Linked DNA regions of Danio rerio: regions 1 and 2 are each linked to region 3. A link is a contact called in public HiCAR-type and HiChIP or PLAC-seq data. All regions are on one chromosome and are shown on one strand. Each heading gives the region's core, a stretch centred on a gene start, on an enhancer-like site or on the middle of the called end of the contact. The rest is flanking DNA. Distances are from core to core; before and after follow the strand shown.

Region 1 (2,700 bases), core at 127-2,626, 170 kb before region 3:
TGATTATTTACTAATGTTCATCCTTTTCTTATCCTTTTTAATTAAATACTAGTATTTACTTATTAGATGCTGGTAGCTATTTTTAAATATTTAATGAGGCACTAGTACAAGTCATTAGATGCTTGTGATTTTATATTTGATACTACTGTATTGTTGCTTATAACAAGCAAAATAATATGCCAATAGGGTAATCTTGTTTTTTTTCTTTACATTATTATTTTGCTCACTCCATTGGCAGATTTCTCAATTATTTTGCTTGTTTTATAGAAAAACTCCCTTCATTTTTGACATTATTTCTTAAAATAAGACAAAAAGAAAATGCTGCTTGATTTAAGAATTTTTTAATATTTGGACTAAAAAACTTAGATTATTTTAGAATTTTATTTTAGACAAAACAAAATAAAAAAATCAAAGTAAGATTATTGTTTTTCAGTGTTGCTCTTTTAAGTAAATAAATAATAAATAAGTACTAGTACTAGCAATGTACTAATGAGCCTAACTAAAGAATAAGGACTTGTAGGCAACAAATAATGTGTAGCTTGGTTAACTGTATCTACACTGTAAAAAAATCCTGGTTGCCTGGTTTTAAGCTGAACCAAATTATTTTTAGTCCATTAAACTTATATTATGTTAAACTGACTTAAAACTGCTTGCTTAACTTATAAAATTAAGTTAGAACATGATTAGCTCAGTTTACAAAGTTACAATGAACTAAAAACATATGCTATCATGACTTATTGTTTATAATGGAGAAAGAGATAGTTGAGTGAAATTATGTTTGGTTGGCTTGCCATAATCAGACCTGCAGGCTCAATCTGAGTTACAGGTGCAAAGTATGCACTGAATATCCTGGTTATCTGAACAGAAAGATCTATAAAATCCTGCATATACCTGACATGTGACTTCTTGAAAATGGCCTTCATGCGTAAACAAACCTGGCACTGAGAAGGGGATTTCTGACATTTCACGGAACGATGATTAAATGTCGCCGTTACCTTTACCTATAGATGTTTTATGTATATTCTTTTGCAAAGAATTAATGCATTTGTTGAAGTAAATCTCATTTTAACAAACCCAAGCTGCACAAATAAGCAATTATAAGCGCGAGATTTGCATCTACCTGACTAAATGATAAGCATCTCTTCAGTTCCAGGGCTACGATAACAATCAAACCTGTCGATTTCTTTGGTGAGTTTATCTTGTATAGATTCCAGACAGATCTGGCAAGTGCACATCCTGACTGCGGGAAGTGGCTTTTTTCCCTCTTTCATTGAAGGAAAGTGAATTTGAGCCTCCAGTACAAACAAGCGCTTGGAGCCGCGGGCGAGTCTATACAGGGAAGACAGATCAATGTCGTTTATCAAGAGCACAATGAGCTGAACCCTACAAACGAACAGAACATTTTGTTATTAAAGCCTCTTGCAAGTTCAACAACTTTGGCCAATTACTAACCGCAAATATTTCATAAATCAAACCGGTAACGTTTGACAAGTTGATATCTGTATAGAGCCTAGATAAAACAACACTTTCAACATCTGTTTCCAGTTATTGCCAAGTAATGTACAACAGTAGCAAGATGGAACAAATGATATCTGCTATTATATAATGCACTTAAAGTAAAAACTGTATAAATGTGGAAAATGCATATCAATGCAATTTATTTAAAATTATATTATATTTAAAAGTGTTTGAATCTACTCATCCATTTATTTTGGAGGAAGTTTAAAGGGTCACAAAACACCCAAAACACATTTATTTGCGATGTTGACATTCATATATGTGTCAAACATTGCTAAAAACACTATTTTTTTTTAGTTGTTTTAAGCAAATTCGTTCTTCCTGTTTGAAAATAAATTTTGAAGCAACGTCATGACGATGAGATCATTGTATAAATTCCAGCGTGGAGATTGGATGTCTGTACCGGCCGGTACAGTGTGACATCATTGAGTTTTCAGCACATCTGTTCATTGATTTGTGAGGAAAACTTTGTTCGAACCAATCAGCGCGCTCTATTGTGAACGAGATGTAACTTCATTAAATTGCATTATACAGCTTCGAAGATTCCTTTTACCTGTTCCAGTGTTCAGACAAACAATACGTTATGTTGCCAGCCGTCATTTATACAATTGGAAGAAGAATTGTTCGGAGACATGGGTCATCAGTGTTGTGTTTAAAAATGTGCTGCAACGAATGTTTTGTTTCCATTTCTCCACAATGAGAGCACCGCTGCAGGTGGACCCACATGTGTGGATTACAGTGGTCTGCTAACACGTGACAAAAATATGTTTGTAAGGAACATTTTTTACCCGAGAGATTTTCAAAAAACTGAAAATGATGAAATCCAGGTTTGCCGCTCGACTCCTTTTAAAAAAACGCGGTTCCAGTTCATGTTGATTGTCCTGTCTCTGGATTTGGTAAGTGTGCGATCAATGTTCTTTGTTTATATTTATTCAGATGGCAAAGTTAGTTAGTATCGTCAGCAGTACTTCAGTTTTTAAAAACATACCCTAGTCAAGTTTACCGTAATATCAGTTTAATATTATGGACTGAAAGGTCCATTGTAAATGCTGCTCTGTGAACGTGAACATGTAAACAACTTAAACTATTACTGTCGTGTAGAATTTTAGCCGCATTTTGTGACAGGATAGTCTATACACATAGCTGTTTGACACTATACTCTGCACCCACTCAGTCAGTGAA
Region 2 (2,716 bases), core at 178-2,677, 190 kb before region 3:
GAACCGCCAATTCAAAAAATGCAGGTTTCCACACAATTCATTCATGTTGTCTCATGTTGTCTCAACACAATTTGATTAAGTTATCTTAACACTTTTAAAAAATTTATGTGGATTGAACATTGAAAATTTAATTGTCCTAATGAAATCTCAAGAATTGTGTTTATTCAGCTTATTTTAAATAAGTAGTTTGTCAAAAAATGTTTTTTGACTGTATCCAGCATATGTTTTTACACAGCGGCTGCCCTTCCTGCTATACTTCTATTCACACACATACAATACAGACAATTTAGCTTCCCCAATTCATCTAAAGCACATGTTTTTGGACTTGTGGGGGAAACTGGATAACTGAGAATATGTAGTATGAATATTATCATTTCCCAGTGATGTGTTGCAGCTGGAAAGGCGTCCGCTGCATAAAACATATGCTGTATAAGTTGGCGGTTCATTCCGCTATGGTGATCCCTGATTAATGAAGGGACTAAGCCGAAAAGAAATGAATAGCATCACTTTAGTTCTTTCCTAAATGGAGGAATAAGTCTTGCTGCAACTGCCCTCTACTGCAACCCTCCCCACTCTCCTCTACTGTTAATCAGCCAACAGCTAGTGCATACACAACAACTAAGCCAAATCTAATATGTTATAATCAATAAATAAATCTGTAATAAATTAAGTAAACTGTCACAACAAACGAGAGTATAATTCATTTATTCATTCATTCATTCTATATTAAATCATATGATAAAGATAATAATGAAACAATTGTTATAAAGTAATAAAATTTTTTATTCTAATAAAGATAAATTCATGCACACATAAAAATAGACCAATCTAATAATACCTTAATTTAATCTGTTAAAACTAAAAAATACACAGACTGTAACCTAAATATTATATTAATTATATTATATTATATTATATTATATTATATTATATTATATTATATTATATTATATTATATTATATTATATTATATTATATTAGCCTGTAAAATATAGTTAGATTTTACTCTGAGGTGGCTTTATACACACATTACCTTATTTACAATAACAGACAAAAAATATATAGATATATAAAACATCAAATTAGTTTAGTTATAAATATTAATATAAATATAATTGAAATAAAATAGCTTTAATTAAAAAAAAAACACACAATACATTTAAATCTATATTTGAAAGTGTATTCATTAGCATGTATTTGGCATTATTAAACATGTATTCATTTAACTAAAACTGCTTACAGAGCAAATTAAAAAACATAATTCAGTGTACAAATGTTGTTATTTTGTAATCTTACCATTGTGGAAACCTGCCACTGCAACAAAGAGGATAATGGGAAGACCCGTTCTCATCTTGTATGACAGAGGTGGATGCCGAACAAGTTTAAACAAGTGCTTAAGGCTTAAAGTCAGTGTGCGCATTGAATCGCACATTATCCAGCAACTCTTTTTATATATTATCGGGCATCACATGCTCTGCAGAGACAGACTGATCTCTGTTCACCTGCCAGCAGCTGAATGGCACAACACACAAGACACTCAGATGAGCCTTTATTTCCACGCTCAATGACCTGCATTGTCCATCTTTTATGGTGTTCAGCGGTGACTGGTGTAAGAATGGCATGCATGTTGGGTTTTGTGTTTGCAAAAGTAAAAGGTCATTTCCGATTGGTGTTTGTTTGGCACCACGGTGAAGGAAATGATTGATGGTGCTCTTAGATCTGATGATGCCACTGGGATTGACAAATGTGAATGTTGTGGTTTAGTTTTTAGTTTAAACACTTCTAAATCAATTATAATATGATCAGTGGCAAGTCACTGCAGATGAAAAGGGTAAAAATATAAGTTGGGGTAGTTGGAAGTTCGAAGTTGGGGAAGTTGGTGTAGTTCGAACCACCTACCCCGCACTGACAAAGGTCCAGAATGTGCCATTGGTCCAGAACTTTTGCCCCTATTTTCTCATTTGTCCTATTTTGACTGCTATGCCATCATACATTTTGGAAATAACCCATCAAAGTGAAATCAACTTTAGCTATTGTCCTACTGTTGTTTAATAGAAATAACCTTTTTACAAGTAGCCAAACTTTTAATCTAATTCTTGGACCTTATTCTTGAGAGAAATGAAAATGACCAATGAAAAGATCCAAAGCACCAATATTAAAGGTAATTTTAATAATAATAATAAAAAAAGTAAATTTTAATACTAATTAGGCTATTGTTGTTTTCCCTGAATTTTCAAACTTTCAAAAGAGGCTAGAAACTGATTGTGAAGCTCTACATTATTTTTAATATTTTAATTGTTTTTTATTCAAATGGCCAAGTTCTGACTGAGGAAAGCTAAGTGTGCTGACCAGGTTGTTAGTTGCCTAACAAATGACAAAAGGCTAAAATGCGTTTCTAATGATATATGATGTATTAACTTTATATTTAAAAAATAAGTTGTGTCCCCACATTCGTGTGGGTTTTCCCCACAATCCATAGATATGCGGTACAGGTGAATTGGGTAGGCTAAATTGTCCGTTGTGTATGAGTGTGTGTGTGGATGTTTCCCAGAGATGGGTTGCAGCTGGAAGGGCATCCGCTGCGAAAAACATGTGTTGGATAAGTTGCCGGTTCATCCCGCTGTGACGATACCGAATTAATAAAGGGGCTAAGTCGAAAAGAAAATGAATGAATGAATACGTTTTTTTTTTCATATACGGTACATCAACCATCTAA
Region 3 (2,700 bases), core at 159-2,658:
CCCATGTATACTTCAAGTTTGTAGTTTATTTAGCTAAAAGTCTTCTTTGGTTTGTTTACAACGAGAATTCATTCTTTCATTCATTTTCTTTTCAGCTTAGTCCCTTAATTAATCTGCGGTCGCCACAGTGGAATGAACCGCCAACTAATCCAGCATATGTTTTACGCAGCGGATGCCCTTCCAGCTGCAATCCATCTCTGGTAAACATCCTTACACTCTCATTCACACACATACTCTACGGACAATTTAGCCTTTCCCAATGCACCTGTACTGTATGTCTTTGGACTTTGGGGGAAACTGGAGCACCTGGAGCAAACTTATTTATTAATATAATTTATTTACTTATTCATTAATATATTTGTGTATTTATTTATTTATTGCTTAAAAATTAATAAATAAATGCATAAATAAATAAACAATTAGATAAATCTACAAATTTTTGCATAAATAAAACAATTAATAAATAAATATGCAAATATATATAAAACACTAATTGCAGCATAAATAAATACTATTCCCCCAACATCCTTGTAGTTTAGGTAATTATTAATCTGCTCGCACTATTATTTGTTTATGTAATTATTTATGCACATATTTTTTGTATATATATTTAATTATTTGTGTATTTATTTATTTATTAATTAAGGATTTGTGGATTTATTTATTTGAGTATTTTTTATTTATTGTTTTTGCAGGTTTCATCCTCCATATATATGTTCTAAAAATGAATAAATAATTAAATTGATTGATAAAACAAGACTAAAACGTTATGTTTATAATTTATAATATATACATGTTCATTATCCAATAAAACAATTCTCAAATACATATCCTCATGTACATAACTTATAAGTAGGCCTATTATAAAATTAATAAACATGAATCAATCAATAAAAACAATCTATTCTGGGGAGAAAATAATGATTATGATGATAATAAGCAATACTAATATTATATTGATGAAAAATTAACATGTAAACAATAGGCAACAAACAAACAAATAAATACATAAATAAATATAAAATTATACAGTGCAAGTTTAAATACAAAGATTTTGTTCTCTACACAATAAACTATATAAATACACTTTCATTTTAGAATGTGCGTTTCATGATGATGATTCATGGGGTCCATGGCATCTGAAAGACTAGAAAACATCTCGAACAAAGGAAATTCCTTTTTATGTGCCTCCCTCTAGCGTGTATTTACTGTAGTTAAATATAAACAAACAAAGAACAAACACGTGGAAAGAAACCCATAGGTTTGTCTCCCTCTGGTGGGTGCAGTTGATGATACGCGTGCGCATTGCAGCTGTAGTCAGTGGTGGGCGGAGTGGATGCGAGGATGTTGAGTTTGTGACGATAAGCAACGAGAATGAGAAAAAAAATGACGAAATAACTGTGATCGAGGACAACTAGCGGTCGCCAGTTCGTACGGTACTGCGCAAAAGGGCCTGTAAGTCTTGTCGCATCAAAACTGCACGACTGAAACGACATTATAAAATGAATTAAATATTTGTGAATATCTTGTAGTCGATAACTGTAAGAATGCTCGAGATGGCTTATTCTATTACAGTGTGTCGTTGCACCCTGGCGCTCAATAGCAAATGGCTGTATTCGTTTCAGTCAGAACCACATTTACAGTGTTTGCATAGTTGCATCGTCGAAATGGTCGCGGATATTGAACATCACAATAAACATTGACATGATTCATGAAGGCTTACTGCCACAAAAAAAGAAGAAGAAAAAAACATGGTTTGCATGTAATATCAGGACGACAGATCTCAGACGTTTGAAGCTAAGGCTTTTCTTTATCTTTTTTTGCCAGACTTCCTTTGAGATCCTGTGACTTTGCAGTGTTTTCTAAAAGCACACTGAAATATAGAGCAATAGAAACTGTGCCTCGAGGTTAGGTCTTAAGCTTCAGCAATGAAATACGCAGTTAAATTAATGGAGTGTCAACGCTTTCAAAATGCTTTATGAAGTAGATTAACATATTTTGGAAGAAATATCAGTGTTTGCAAGAGAAATGATAGTATGGACAATTATTTTCATAAATAACAGATGAATGTCAGATGATTGAATGAGAAAATATATTGAAATAGTATAGAACCCTGAACCTCACAGTTATCAATAGTTTTACAACTATAAAAATGTTTAAAGCCCAAGTAATCAGAAATTAAGCATGGGTTTTCTAGTAGGATCAATGAACTATTACTATAATAAACCCATTTGTTTTCCTTATGGGATGGCCAGTTATTATATTTACCATTCAGGTTGAATAGTAGAATACATATACATATGTAGTAATAAAAATGTTTGGAGAAATGGGAGGTTAAAACCTAAACTAGAAATGCCCAAACTAGGCCGTGGGACAAAGTTGGCCTATGGTAACCCTTAATGATATGCCATTTTATGGTAAGCCATGCCATCTGAGAAGAGAGGGAGAATGATGGGAATCCTTTTTAGATTGTCAATTAAAATTTAAGATAACTCTTTGTTTGTTTTATTGTTTAAAGGCGAACTGAAATGAAATGTTTCAATGAAATGGTGTAAATAAGATTTTGTTTAAATGTGCACACTGTTAACCGCCAATGCAGAAACATTTGTGAGGAAATTAAGTCAAAGGCAGATTCTGCTTGACTAGTGTGTGTTTAGCATTAAACTCCACTGTGTTATAAATGTGATTGTTTATGTTTTT

Evidence for each region. HiCAR-type assays count read pairs that join an accessible place to other places. HiChIP or PLAC-seq counts read pairs in DNA pulled down with a chosen protein or histone mark.
Region 1: a contact with region 3 is called in a HiCAR-type map of caudal fin, with 7 times the contacts expected there. The contact joins the enhancer-like site here to the promoter of prkab1a in region 3. A contact is called at or near these places in 5 of 18 Hi-C or Micro-C datasets (caudal fin, embryo, fibroblasts and 1 more) and 1 of 4 datasets of contacts at active chromatin or transcription factors (caudal fin).
Region 2: a contact with region 3 is called in an H3K4me3 HiChIP or PLAC-seq map of embryo, with 4 times the contacts expected there. The contact joins the promoter of si:dkey-200l5.4 here to the promoter of prkab1a in region 3. A contact is called at or near these places in 7 of 18 Hi-C or Micro-C datasets (caudal fin, embryo, fibroblasts and 2 more) and 2 of 4 datasets of contacts at active chromatin or transcription factors (caudal fin and embryo).

Annotation. Positions count from the first base shown.
Region 1 is chr10:22,623,360-22,626,059 of GRCz12tu, forward strand. No RefSeq gene overlaps it. Among named protein-coding and RNA genes, the nearest start is that of ccl19b, 8.4 kb to the right of the region's middle. Within about 2 kb of position 1,377, at least 2 of the 62 cell types and tissues checked have an H3K27ac peak or open chromatin away from gene starts, as enhancers often do. A contact at or near this core is called in caudal fin, where this site is marked.
Region 2 is chr10:22,600,027-22,602,742 of GRCz12tu, forward strand. si:dkey-200l5.4 reads right to left here and starts at 1,428. Exons shown (of 13, transcript NM_001386733.1): 1 at 1,297-1,428.
Region 3 is chr10:22,791,447-22,794,146 of GRCz12tu, forward strand. prkab1a (protein kinase, AMP-activated, beta 1 non-catalytic subunit, a) reads left to right here and starts at 1,409. Exons shown (of 8, transcript NM_001002632.1): 1 at 1,409-1,455.